Linked DNA regions of Mus musculus: region 1 is linked to region 2. A link is a contact called in public HiChIP or PLAC-seq data. All regions are on one chromosome and are shown on one strand. The core of a region is the stretch at or near the end of the contact, and the rest is flanking DNA. Distances in the headings are between cores, read along the strand shown. Region 1 holds the start of Bcl2l13 (BCL2-like 13 (apoptosis facilitator)). Region 2 has its middle 47 kb from the start of Cecr2.

Region 1 (7,078 bases), core at 1,439-3,938, 220 kb after region 2:
GGTTTAAAACTGTCTCTAGAAAGTGTTTAGATTTGTTTTAAATCTAAGGACATGGGCTGGAGAGATGGCCCAGCAGTTAAGAGCACTGACTACTCTTCCAGAGGTCCTGAATTCAATTTTTAGCAACCACATGGTGGCTCACAATTATCTGTAATGGGATCTGATGCCCTCTTCTGGTGTGTCTGAAGACAGCTACAGTGTACTCCTATGCATAAAATAAATAATTCTTAAAAAAAAAATAAGCCGGGCATGGTGGTGCACGCCTTTAATCCCAGCACTTGGGAGGCAGAGGCAGGCGGATTTCTGAGTTCGAGGCCAGCCTGGTCTACAAAGTGAGTTCCAGGACAACCAGGGCTACACAGAGAAACCCTGTCTTGAAAAACCAAAAAAAAAAAAAAAAAAAAAAAAAAAACTAAGGACATACTAAACATGCAAATATTAACCAGTTCATAGTTTCCTAAATCCAGTATTTTTTGATATTATTTTCAGTCTTGGAGAGGAACTATTTAAAACATAATTTCAGATGAATTTTAAGAAAGAAGTCTATTCTTATTGTCTTCATTACAAACTGCTGGCCTAAGTTCCTGTCAGGTTAGTCACAGAAGGTGGTTCTGCGTGGTCATTTTGTCACCCGTAACCAAGCTGGTGGACTAGAAACAAGTCAGACAAACAGACAAACCCACTTCTATGCAAGACAAGGTCTCAGGTAGTCTAGGCTGGTTTAAAACTTCGTATGTAGTTGCAGATGGTCTGAACTTGTGATGCCCCTGCCTACTTCCAAGTCCTGCTCTTTCTAAGGACTTGGGTTTGGTTTTCAGCACCCACATGACAGCTCATAAACATGGGTAACTCCAGTTCCAGGGGATCTAACTCCTTCTTCTGACCTTATTTGAAACTAGGCACCCACATGGTGCACAGATGTACATGTAAACAAAACGCTCATATACATAAAATAAAAAAAGGAAGCGTTCAAAAGGGTTAGGATCATAGTTTGTAGATTGGTGTGCCCTGAATGATATCCCCAGCAACACACAGGCATACTAGCTTATACCCGAGGCCTCAGCACTCAGGAGGCAGAGGCAGGATGAGATTCCAGGTCATTCTAGGATAAAGAGCAAGTTTGAGGTCAGTATGGAACACTGTCCCAAAAAACCAAGAGCATATAATTAAGTGAAATTCAAGATATTTGTAATTGTGCCACCATTATCATTGTGAATTTTAAACATTTCTATTACCTCCTAAACTTAGCTACTGGTCATCACTTCCTTTCAGTTTGTATTGATTGTTTTGCTTTGAAATGTGTGTGTATGGGAGGTGGGGTTAGGCAGTGTGGTCAGAGAAATCTACTTGCTAGCGATGGTTTTCTTCTTCTACCATGTGTGTTCCAGAGATCCAGCTCAGATCATTAGGCTTACAGTAAGCACTTTTGCAACCTGAGCCATATCAATGGTCCCCAGTCAGTTTTGTAATCAATCTTTTATTATTTTTTTTAAAGATAAGATTCACTATGTAGCCAGACTCCAATTTATCCTCCTGCTTCAGCCTTCAGAGTGTTGGGATTACCAGCCTGTACAAGCAACTGGACACATTTATCATTTCTGATCTGACTGATTGCAACCGCCTTCAACCGCCTTCTAACTCCTAATCTTCTGTGCTGTTTGTGTTACTTTGTCACTTCATTTCAGTAACACAGGCTGAAACTCAAGCTGGCTAATGCAGGGTGTTTATCTTGCCTAGATATCTTGACCTTTTTACACGATCTAAAAAGCTCTTGCTGAACAACTAGATAATCGGGTTATACACAGCCTTCATGGTTTAAGTAAATCTATTTTTCTTTTTCTTTTTTTTTAAGATTTATTCATTATTATATGTAACCACATTGTCACTGTCTTCAGACACACCAGAAGAGGGTATCAGTTCTCATTACAGATGGTCGTGAACCTACCATGTGGTTTCTGGGATTTGAACTCAGGACCTCTGGAAGAGCAGTCAGTGCTCTTAACCACTGAGCCAACTCTCCAGCCCCAATCTATTTCTTTTTCTTTCTGGTTGATAAGCATTCAGTTTATCTTGGACCACAGGTTGGACATGCTTTTGTAGAGTCAAGAAACAAACATAAGAAACTATAGTCCAGGCAGCTTGCCAGGCAGTGCGAGTAAAAAATGGATTACTACTATAAGACTCTTTTTATCACCATGGTGCCCGGATCCTGAGTTGTCTCAACCTAGTCATTCCACCCTGCCTTTAAATTGCTTTCCTAACTTTCAGGACAATCTCCTGGCAGCCCTAGGAAGTGCAGTCTTGACCAGTAACCTGAGGGCTTTAGTACTCCAGGAACGCAAAAGTCTGCAGAACTCTGCTTCTGCTATGCCACCAGCTTCTTGTCCCACACAGGGGTGAGCAGGCGTGCGGTGGTGTCTACCTCATCACCCTTCGCCCTAACTAGCACCGGAAATGACTGGGTGAAGATACTTATGAAGTCCAGAATCGAGGATTTAAGCGGCTCCTGGAAAGAGAGGCACAGGACAGCTTCGTACACAGGTCACGCCTGCGCAAACTGACCAGCAGGTGTCAGTGACCCTGCTTCGTTTCCAGTTGACCGAGCCGCTGGCTTCCGGCTTGGCATTACGCCCGGGCCCCGCCCCTACGCCGCCGTGACGTAGGCGCGCCAGGGTGACCTCACCGTCCAACATGGCGGCGGCGGTAGATTAGGTTCGCGGGTCGAAGCAGCCACTGTCGCTCCTGCACCCCGTGGGAAGCCCCTGCTGCCGCCGCCGCCGTCTCCTTCGTCCCTTGTGGGGCAGGGCTGGAGCCAGGTGAGGGGAGTGGGATTCTGGGGCGGCCCTGGTGGCTGGTGGAGCGGTTTCCATCCGCTGAGGAAGGGGTCTTGGAGACCACCGAGCTGACCACGGTGCTGCCCAGGGCGCGGGAGAGACCGGGCCTGAGGGAGGAGGACCGTGCTGCTCCGCCGCGGCGTCTCGGAACTTCTGAGGGGCTGTTTGGGGTGAATCCGACCTGTCCAGTGCGCCCCCACGCCGGGCGGCTTTTGAACCGGCTGTGTGGCTGCCTGAGGCTCTGGAACTCACCCTTGCTCTACATTCTGTTCTTCACCCAGATCTCGGCTTTGGGAAGCAGGGTCTGTTTTGGGGGGCAGACTAGGAAGCGTGAATTCTCGCTTGGAGGAGGGAAGCGTGTGCCATTCACTTAGACCGATTATAGATTAGCTTCGCTAGTGGTGTCCTGTCACAGTGTGAAGGCTTGTTTCTCAGTCTCAGCGCTGGCTGCGTTTTGACACCCATTCACGGTCCCACGCCACCCCCCCCCACCCCCAAGACAAAACAAAACAGACTAGGTCTTCTTACCACACGAAGGCGATGCCTTTCACAGTGATTCGGGGTTTTTTGTTTTTCTCTTTTTAAAATCCCTCCTCACATTTTCGCGGCATCCTGCATTTCTTGCCTTTACATTATAGTCCTGTGAAGGAGGTAGCCTAGGCTAAGTTGAGGATTTTACTTAGGGGTAAAAATTGAAGCGATCTGCCCAGAAATTCACATGCTTTTGACTGATAGTTCGGCTAAACAGTTCGCCATTCCCACACACAAGTGTTTATCTAAGAGGTCTGTTTTACTCTGTGTTTAAAAGTTTTGAACCATGCTGACAGGCCCCTCTGTCTGATATTTAAAAAAAAAGTTTTTGCAAAATTTCCAATATTCCCCTTGGAGGCTTGGTATAAACCAGACTGTTGATGCTCTCTGCCCTAACTTGTGTGACCTTAGATGTATTGCCACACCCTTGAAATACCTTTCTTCCATTTTGTTTTAACACATAAAGAGTTAGGCAAGTGTGTGGGTAGTGAATCACTTACATTTCACATACACAGTTGGATAAATGTGTCCTGGATGATTATAACAGCGAATTGAAAACATTTATACAGTTTTTCTACAAAGTCTCTTGGCTCTGGATGATCAGGCACTATTCTAAACTATTTTTTTTTTTTTTAGTCCTTAAAATAACATTTGTTTTGTTTTGGTTTTTGAACTGTATCCTAAATTGGCCTTGAACTCAAATCCTGCCTTTTCTGTTTTGTTGTTGTTGTTGTTGTTGTTTTTTGTTTTTTTGTGGAGACAGGGTTTCTCTGTCCTGGAACTCACTTTGTAGGCCAGGCTGGCCTCGAACTCAGAAATCCGCCTGCCTTTGCCTCCCAAGTGCTGGGATTAAAGGCATGTGCCACCACTGCCTGGTAGATCCTACCTTTTCTTCCTCCCCTGAATGGAGATCCAGGAGTACCCAGCCATGACTGTCACTTTAAAATGTTAAATTTTACTATTATTGTGGGTGTAATTGTTTGTTTGGATACACATGTGTGTAGGGCGTTAGGCAACTTTGTTTCATTTGGGGGGAGGCGGGGCACAGGGTCTCTGTGTAGTCCTGGTTGTCCTAGAGTTTCCTATGTGGACCAGGATTGTCTCAAACTCATAGCTGTCCACCTGACTCTTCCTTTGAGGGCCTGTGTCACCATGCATGGCCAGAGGGCAACTTTGGGAGTCAGTTTTTTCTTTCCATCTTTACATGGGCTCTAGGATTAAACTCAAGCTGCTTTCACCCACTGAAGCATTTTTTTTAAAGATTTATTTATTATTATATCTAAGTACACTGTAGGTGACTTCAGACACACCAGAAGAGGGCATCAGATCTCATTATGGATGGTTGTGAGCCACCATGTGGTTGCTGGGATTTGAACTCAGGACCTTTGCAAGAGCAGTTGGTGCTCTTAACCACTGAGCCGTCTAGGTTAGCCTTGAGCCTACAGTCAGCCTCCCTAATGCTAGGATTCCAGAGGGGAACTACCACATCTATCTGAAATGACCTGTGTCTATGTTCAGGGGTGTACCCTGGAAATTGAATTTAGCCAAATAACATGAAAGGTTAAATCTACCCATCTTTTAACTTTTTTTTTTTTTTTTTTTTTGGTTTTTCGAGACAGGGTTTCTCTGTGTAGCCCTGGCTGTCCTGGAACTCACTTTGTAGACCAGGCTGGCCCTGAACTCAGAAATCCGCCTGCCTCTGCCTCCCAAGTGCTGGGATTAAAGGCGTGCGCCACCACGCCCGGCTTAACATATTTTTACTTGGCAAATGTATACAGTTATATAGTATATTTTTGTCATTTTTACCCCTGCTTCCCCGTTAACCTCTCCCATTATCTCATTGTCTTCACCTTCAATTTGTAAAAGGAAATGGTGAAGCTGCGCACTCTGTAGATCTAACATAGGGGAGGCTGGGTAAGATGGCAGGGAGATCATCTGGGCTAGAGGGGAGACTTTGTCTTAACTTTGGGGGCGGGGCTGGAGAGATGGCTATGAGCATGTACTGCTCTTCCTGAGGGTCTGAGTGTGATTCCCTGCACCCATATGAGACAGCTAACCGCTAACCCCAGCTCCAGGAGCTCTCATACCTCTGTGGGCACTGCATTGTGTGCGCATACCCACCCACACGTAATTAATAGAAAGTTTTAAAAAGTAAATCATGTCTTGAACCTTTAAGAAGAAAAAGAAAAAGAACAAGGAAAAAGTACTCATTAATACACTTTAAACACCCCCCCCCACACACACACCTTTTTTGTTTGTTTGTTTGTGAGACAGGATTTCTTTATGTAGTTCTGGCTGTCCTGAATTAGCTGTATAGACCAGAGTAGACCAGGTTGTCCTTAGACTCAGAAAAATCCTGTTGCCTCTGCCTCCAGAATGCTGGGATTAAAGGTGTATACTACCTGGCAGATTTTTTTCTTTTTCTCATTTTTTAATGACAGGGTTTTATAGATCTGAAGCTGATCCGGGGTTAGAGGACAACGTGGAGGTTTCTTCTCGGCCTCTGCTGTGCCAGTCCTGGGACTTGGTCAGACTTGGCAGCAAGTGGCTTTACTTACGCTGGAGCCGTCCTGTTACACTGTCCAAACAATTTTTTTTTTGCAATTTTTCTTATGAAATATTTTAGACATAAAATTGTAAACACTTAGTATCTCCATTGTCTTTTCTCAGTTTTCAGACATCATTTTGAGTCATTTCTCATTCTAAAAAAATGAAATTTTCACCAAGATTAAAAAAATTTTCTTAGATGTATTCATTTTGTTTTATGTGAGTGTATGTGCACCTTGTGGATGCGTGATGCCTGCAGAGGTCAGGATGGGGAACATCTAGGATAGGAGTTAGGGATGGTTGTGAGCCACCATGTGGGTGCTGGGAACCAAACCCAGGTCCTCTGCAAGGGTAGCAGGTGCTCTTCACCTCTGAGCCTTCTCCAGACCCCGCACCAAGAACTTTAAGGCAGGTTATCTCTATATCCCTTGTCTCGTCTTGAACTGTGATCTTCCTGTCTCAGCCTCCCTAGCACTGGGATTACAGGCCCGTACCACCCAAATCTGGCTCACGAATACTAGTTTAGGAGTTGTGTTTTTATGTTAGGGATCAAATTCACTGTCCTTTGCATGCAGAGCTCTCACTGACCTACACCCTGGCCACTTTTGTTGTTTGCTTTGTGATTTTGTGGAATCGTTTTTCGGGGTTTATAGGCGCTACTGCTGAGCTACTCTCCTAGCCCAGTAGTAACTGATCTATACCTATACCTATATCTATATCTATACCTATATCTACATATTGCTGTTTTTGTTTTTATGAGACAGGGTCTAACTCTGTATGTAGCCCAGGCTAGTCTAGAACTCACCGTGTACATGTAGCCAGCCTGACCTCAAATTGGTGGCAGTAGTGCCTCAGCCTTCTGAGTGCTAGGATTGCACTGTGGCTGAAAGCTGCTCATTGTTTAGTAGCTTCATGGAGATAGAATTAATTTGCTATACTGTTCAGTTATGTAAAATAACAGCTTTCGGCATGTTCAGAGTTGCGCAACTGTCTGAGTTTTCATCACTTCTAAAGAACCCTCACACCATTTGGCAACAGCATTGCTCTTGTTTTTGAGAGAAATCTCTTTGTAGTCTAGGCTTGACCTTTTGATCCATTTGCCACAGTTTTGTTGTTAGGATTATAGGTGTAAACTGGGCAGTGGTGGTGCACGCCTTTAATCCCAG
Region 2 (7,219 bases), core at 2,810-5,309:
AGAAACTGTATATGCAATGACATACATACAAGGAGGCTGCTTAGATAGTCTCAGTGGGAGGTGTCTATAGGGGACCAATTTCAGGTTGCAGTCATCTGGAAGGAGGGAGCTACAGTAAATCGTTTTTTGTACACACATCAGCATCTACACATGGACCAGAAGGCTCTCCCAATTCCCTGAACCTGACCCAGGGAAGGAGCTGCCAACTCCCCTGAGTCTGAGGCATTGGGGTTCCTGATGTGGATGCGCCAATGTCAATAATACACCTTCACTCAGGACTTCATCAGCTTCTGTGATGGTTTGTACATGCTTGGCCCAGGGAGTGGCACTATTAATAGGTATGGCCTTGTTGGGAGTGGGTGTGTCACTGTGGGCATGGACTTTAAGAGCCTCCTCCTAGCTGCCTGGAAGCCAGTCTTCTAGAGGCCTTCAGATGAAGATGTAGAATTCTCAGCTCCTCTTGCACCATGCCTGCCTGGACGCTGCCATGCTTTTGCCTTGATGATAATGAATTGAAACTGTAAGCCAGGCCAATTAAATGTTGTCCTTCTAAGAACTGCCTTGGTCATAGTGTCTGTTCACAGGAGTAAAACCCTAACTAAGACAACTTCCCATGTTATGGACTGAGCTACAACCCCAGGCCCTGTCCTTTTATTTTTCAAAATGAAAATACTATAGGGACAATGGACTAATCAGGAGGTCAACAGGAGCTACCAAGCAAATTCAAGGTCAGCCAGGGCGCAGCAAGACCTTATCTCAAAAAGAGATAGGGGGGGAAACCCAACAATTGGAACTATTGCTCAGCTGGAAGAGTGCTTGCTTGGAATGTTTAAGACCCTCCATTCAAACTCCAGTATAACAATGGGCAATGGTGGAAAAGTAAATACTTGGTGGTGGGTGTGGGGGCTCAGTGTTCAGCTCTGACCTAGCTGGTGCAAGACCCTGGGATGGCTCTGGAAACATAAACAAATCATCAAGGTGTCTGTCTTAGGTACTTGCCTTTTGTTTTGTTTTTTGAGACAGGGGTTTCTCTGTGTAGCCCTGGCTATCCTGGAATTCACAGAGATCTACCTGCTTACACCTCCTGAGTGCTGGGTTTGAAGGTGTGAGTCATCACTGCAGGCTTAGTTACTTGTTGCTGTGATAAAATACCCTGATCAAAGCAACTTAAGGGAAGAGGGATTTATTTTGCTCACCACTTCAGGGAACAGGTCATCACAGCACTATCATGGTGGCGGGAACATGGAGCAGTTGCGAAGCTGAGAGAATACTTGAATCTAATTACGTTTCTCTTCTTTATTTAGTACAGAACCTCAGTCCTGACCATAATAGAAATGGGTCTTCCCACCTCCTTAAACTTAATCTAGAGAACTCCTTACAGGAATGCCCAGAGGGCTATCTGTCAGGCGATTCTAGTAGTGGTCAGGTTGATAATGTTAATGACAGTGTTCCAGGAGCACTGTTTTACAGTGAACAGGCAATGGCTATCTATCAGACTCAAAGGTTTTTTATCTTGTACCCCATTGTCTAGAAGACATAACACGAGGGCCTGGCTTAGGACCCAGATTATAGAGCCATGTCCCTGTCTGAGACCTGTGTGCTCCGTTGTGGGGTGTATTAGATGTTCTGAATGGTTTGGTCTGTCTCACAGCCAAGAAGCAAAAGATCCAAGGAAGCAAAATGACACCCAGTGACCCATTCACAAAGTGTCATGCTTCCTGTCTCCATCAGTTTGTCCCTGACTGGTTTTAAGGCCATCCTAATTGAGGGTCCAGGAGCTGGCAGGCTGGGTAAAGCCATGGTCCCCTGCTTGCTTCTGTATTCAAGGGCAGACCCAGAGACTGCAGAGAAAGCTCTTACAGTTGTCTGGTGTTTTGTCTCCTGTGATTTTTAGGCACACAAAGAAAGGTGAAGGTGTCACTGATCCCAAGTATCAAAAGTCCCCCAGGTCAGGAGGAAGTTCCTCCTGGGAAATGAAATGCCAAGCATAGAAGAAGAGCAGCTGCTGGCTGCTGGAGGTGGAAGGGTGGACTGTTGTGGACTTGGGCTACCCTCAACCTCTCCCATCTGCCTGTGTTCCCCAGTAACCCAGACCTAGGAGAAAGGACATGTTTTCCTCTGTAGAAGGCTGAAGCAGTAGTCTCCTTTCTTTGACAAGAGCAGGTCCTAGAGCCTGATACAGGCTAAGTATGTGCTCTAATAGTCTACCACAAGAGTCCCAGAGATCACTCAGGTCATTAGGCTTGCAGCTGGCCCCTTAACTGGTAGAGTCATCTCACCTGCCTATTAAAAAAAAAAAAAAAACAAAACAAAACAAACAAAAAAACAGACAAATAAGAAAACAAACAAGTAAGCAAGCAAGCAAACAAACACTAACCCCCCACCCCCATTTTCAAGTAGCTCAGACTGGCCTTAAGTTTACTAGGTAGCTAAGGTTAGCCTTGAACTTTTAGTCCTCCTGCCTCAACCTTCTGAGTGTTGGGATTACAGGTCTTTGGCACCATGCCCAGTTCCTTTAGCACTGGGGATGGAACCCAGGACTTCCTGCCAGCCCTCAGCCCACGGAGCTCCATCTGCTGTCCCACCCTAGTCTCTACACTGACAGGAGAAGCAGCAGATGGAAACTGGAACCTAGGATCCAGGAGGTAGAAAACGAACAGAGCTGATGGGGCTAAAACCCTTTCTTATTTATTATTATTACTGGAGGAAGTAAGGCAGGAGCCGTGGCACACGTGGCGATCAGAGGACAACCTTGGGAAGTTGATTCTCTCCTTCTACCTTTTCATGGGTTCCAGAGATGGAACTCAAGTCGCTAATCTTTCCCTTAGCGTTCTTTCCCTGAGTCGGGAGAGAAGAAAGAGCAAAGCTTTGGCTATCACAGATGCTACATGGAGGAGAGAGGAGGGCACTCACACCTGACAATCCCACTCTTCACTGACAAGTTGAAGATCACCACAATTACACATCAGCAAGTCTAGCCTCAGCCCTTGATGTACCTGGCTATGTGTCCAAGGGGTGTTCACCAAATCATGCCCCTTAGGCCTTCTTGGAACAGCCCTCTCTAGCCTGATGGTATCACTGCATCATAACATAGAGCCAAGCTTGTGGGAGGCCCTGGCTTTCTACCCCAAGATGGAAAAAGAATAAAGATGAAACCAAACCAAAATAACTAACCTTCGAGATTCAGCAAAGCTAGGAGAGAAGCTATAACCATTTAGAAGAAACACAGTGTGAACCCAGGCATGGCCATTTGTGTCCACAGTGCCAGACCCCTGGAGCTAAGGCCAGAAGAAACGGAGTTCAAGGCCAGCCTGGGCTACACTGCAAGACCCTGTCTCAAAAACAAACCAAGCCAACAAAACAAACAAAAACAACCAAAAAAGCCATGATGTAAAATACTTTCATGATTTCATAATAGCCACATCAAAGAAACAACAACAGTAAAAAGAGAACTTGGGGGTACACGTATTGATACAAAGCTTCCCTACTGTGTGTTGGTTCAAAGCTTGCCTACTGTGTGTTAGTTCTGTCCCAGGAAAAAATATATTGAAGAAACAGATCCCTGGGCAGCCTTCATCAGGTCCCCTCTTTGATGTCTGTCAGAGGCTGACACGAAGTTATGGCCAGCTGGCCAGTGTTTGTTCTGAAACATGTGGGACCCTGAAGGAAGTCCTGCCCCCATTTCTCACCACTCTGACCCTAATCCCAGCCAGAGGCGTGGCCATTACCTCAAGCTGTCCAATCCCCACAATCACTGAACCCTGAACCTAACTTCCTCCCCAGAGGCAAGAGGCAAAGACTGTAGCCCCTTCTTGCTATGGGCAAAGTCACTGCAAAGAGGCAAGGCTGTTTGTCTCAGCTTTGGCAGTTGTTACACTCACAGCTGTGACTGGTCTGTGTTCCCTCCTGCCATTGTTTTGAGCATCCATAACAGTTAGCTAATAGAGCTCACTCAAGCAGAGCAGCAATGGCTTCTTTCTTCTTTGCCCAAAGCACCAGGCCCTAGTTTCAGTTAATTACTGTGAGGTTGTAACCTGGGGCTTTCCCCACCCTATCTCAGGTCCCCACCCAACCCCACCCAGCAGTGAAGGCACAGGGCCCAAGGCTGCTCCTCTTTCCTCTAGATATACTTACTTTCTTTCCTTCCTTTCGTCCTTCTTTATCTTGAGAGATCTTGCTGTTGAGTCCCTGCTGGCCTTGAATTTGTTGATTCTCCTGCCTCTGCTTCCCAAAGGCTGGAATTACAGGCAGGTGCCACTATCCTCAGGGGTCTTTCTTCCTCTAAATTTTCTTTGCTTGTTTTTTTTTTTCTTTTCAAGACAGGGTTTCTGTGTAGCTCTGCGTGTTCTGGAATTCACTCTGTAGATCAGGCTGGCCTCAAACTCTCCTTCCAAGTGATGGGATTAAAGGCGTGCATCGCTATCCCCTCTCCCTGGCTTACAAATTTGAATTATTTTTTTTGCGGGGGAGTGAGGTTCTTATGAATTCAAGGCTGGCCTTAAACTTGCTGTGTAGCTGAAACTAACCTTGAACCTCTCTCTGATCCTCTTGCTTCTACCTCACAAATGCTGGGATTACTACCATGTGCCACCATACCCAGCTCTGTGTACATCAATGTGTATGCTTATGTCCATCTGGTACTGGGGACAGGTACCAGGACCACAAAAATAACAAACAAGCCCTTGGTCTTGAGCTATCCCCACAACTCCTTGTTCTAGCTTTTAAAGCTGGTACATTGCTGCTTCCTACCTCTTTTTTTTTTTTTTTTTTCTTTTTGTTTTTTTGAGACAGGGTTTCTCTGTGTAGCTCAGGCTGTCCTGGAACTCACTTTGTAGACTAGGCTGGCCTCGAACTCAGAAATCTGCCTGCCTCTGCCTCCCGAGTGCTGGGATTAAAGGCGTGTACCACCACGCCCCGCTGCTTCCTACCTCTTACCTTACCCTAAATCAGTGTATGTCAAGGTGAACTGGACCTGCCAAAACGCCTCCTCCTTAGTTTGGTAGCTACCGACTGAAAATGAGGATGTGACCATTCTAGGTATGGTAGAGGAAAAGGGTTTTATTGTAGATAGGAGGAAAAGATTAGCCAGAGGCATCTGGAAGAGTCCAGACCAAACAGGAACTGAGCAGTAGGGGTTAGGATGGAGATCAGAAAAGGAAGTAGAGAGTCAGGAGACCAAGAGAGGAGCAGAGGCCAATAGCTGGAGAAGGACTAAGGGAGGAAGAACCATGATTGAGCCAAAAGGCCAAGTGAGGAGATAAGAGACTACGTAACCAAAATGGCTGGGTTATATAGAAAAAAGAGAAGCCTTGGGGGGGAGGAAGGGAGGGAAGGGAAGGGAAGCCCAGCCCTGGGGCTGGAGAAGTTTTCAGTAGAGCACAGGGCAAGAAGTTCTGGGAGGAGCCACAGGTACTGACTGAGAATTGTCCCAGGTTTCTTTGGGACCTGACAACTATGAGGCCATCTGTATCCTGGAATGCTACGGCCACCCTGGTCTCTGGCATCAATGAAGCACTTTAGGGAACTCTAGACATGCCATGGGGCAGTGAGCTATGCCCCCTGACTCCTTCTGGACCCTCCCATTGATATATATGTATAGTTTGGTTGGTTGATTTGGTTTAGTTTTCTGAGACTGGGCCTTTCTCCATAGCCTAGGCTATCCCAGAGCTCTGTATGTAGACTAGTGTCTTAGGATTTCTGTTGCTTCAAGGGAAAAACCAAAAAGCAAGTGTCAGAGGAAAGGACATGTCTAGGTCATAGTCCATCATTGGATGAAGTCAGGACTGGAGGCAGGAGCTGATACAGAGGCCATGGGGGATGGCAGGAGGTGCTGCTTACTGGCTTGTTTATGGCGTGCTCAACCAACTTTCTTTCTTTCTTTTTCTTTCTTTTTTCTGTTTGTTTGTTTGTTTGTTTTGAGACAGGGTTTCTCTGTATAACCCTGGCTGTCCTGGAACTCACTCTGTAGACCAGGTTGGCCTCAAACTCTAGAAATCCTCCTGCCCCTGCCATCCAAGTGCTGGGATCAAAGGTGTGCGCCACCACCGCCCCGGCTCAACCTTCTGTCTTCTTTCCCAGGACTACCAGTCTAAGGATGGCACCACCTGTCATGAGCTTGACTGTCCCCCACTGAGCACTAAATGATAATATGCTGTAGGCATAAATTTTTTACAACCTACTCTTAATAAGGATTCAACCTCTCTTCTAGCCCACCACCCAGCAGAGGTAGTGAAAGACAAAAGTTATTAGGATGTGGGGGAAGTGGACCTGTTCAGCAAGCTGCCCCAGGAACCTCACAAGCAGTTCTTGGGTGAATTTCTCTCAATGGCATCTTTACCACAAGTTGAGTTCAACAATGCTATGTAAGGTGAACCAAGACATGTGTGTCCTTATCAAAAATAGCGAGGCGGAATAAACCAAACCAATGCTCCATGCGTGTCTCCCACTGTCTGTGGTGTCAAATTTATACACCTTCATCACAGGTCCTTTCAGGTGTCTGCTCCAGCAAAACATTCTTTCACATGTCTGCTTTAGCAAGACATCCTTTCACCTATGTGCCCCAGCAAAACATCATCTGACATAAACTTTCAAAAAAAACAGAAGTTTCCACTTCAATATGCCTTCCAGTTGGATCTCATGGAGGCATTCCCTCGACTGAGGCTCTCTTCCTCTCTGATAACTCTAGCTTGTGTCAAGTTGACACATGCAACCAGCAAGTCTAACTAGGCTGGCCTCGAAAGCCCTGGGAATAAAGGCATGTGCCGCCATGTTTTCCCTCTTTTCTTGAGACAAGGTCTTGTTAGACTAGGCTAAGACCCTAGGTGATCCTTCTGCCTCCAACTCCCTTGAGAGTAGGGCTACAGGCTGGAATTAGAATTAGAGTTTTGAGCACTTATTTTACACAGCTTTAGCACTAACAAATAGATGATGAGAGAAATAACACTTCTTATAATGAAGGCATGCATGTCTCAAGGTTTCTATTGTTGCAATAAAACACCTTGATCAAGAGGCAAATTGGAAAGGAAAGGGCTTATTTGGCTTACACTGCCAGATCATAGTCCATCCCTGAAGGATATCCAGACAGGAACTCAAACAGGGCTGGAACCTGGAGGCAGGAGCTGATGCAGAAGACATGGAGGGGTGCTGTTAACTGGCTTGCTCAGCCTGCTTGCTTATAGAACCCAGGACCATCAGCTGAGGAATGACATTACCCACCATG

Evidence for each region. HiChIP or PLAC-seq counts read pairs in DNA pulled down with a chosen protein or histone mark.
Region 1: a contact with region 2 is called in an H3K4me3 HiChIP or PLAC-seq map of fetal liver, with 2.9 times the contacts expected there. The contact joins the promoter of Bcl2l13 here to the enhancer-like site in region 2. A contact is called at or near these places in 1 of 39 promoter capture datasets (erythroid cells), 4 of 115 datasets of contacts at active chromatin or transcription factors (embryonic stem cells, fetal liver and stem cell-derived neural progenitor cells) and 3 of 9 other capture datasets (embryonic stem cells, liver and pancreatic islet).

Annotation. Positions count from the first base shown.
Region 1 is chr6:120,833,542-120,840,619 of GRCm38.p6, forward strand. Bcl2l13 (BCL2-like 13 (apoptosis facilitator)) reads left to right here and starts at 2,689. Exons shown (of 7, transcript NM_153516.2): 1 at 2,689-2,816. Gm38889 (a long non-coding RNA gene) reads right to left here and starts at 2,653. Exons shown (of 3, transcript XR_869411.3): 1 at 2,563-2,653.
Region 2 is chr6:120,615,217-120,622,435 of GRCm38.p6, forward strand. No RefSeq gene overlaps it. Among named protein-coding and RNA genes, the nearest start is that of Cecr2, 47 kb to the right of the region's middle. Within about 2 kb of position 4,060, at least 42 of the 459 cell types and tissues checked have an H3K27ac peak or open chromatin away from gene starts, as enhancers often do. A contact at or near this core is called in fetal liver, where this site is marked.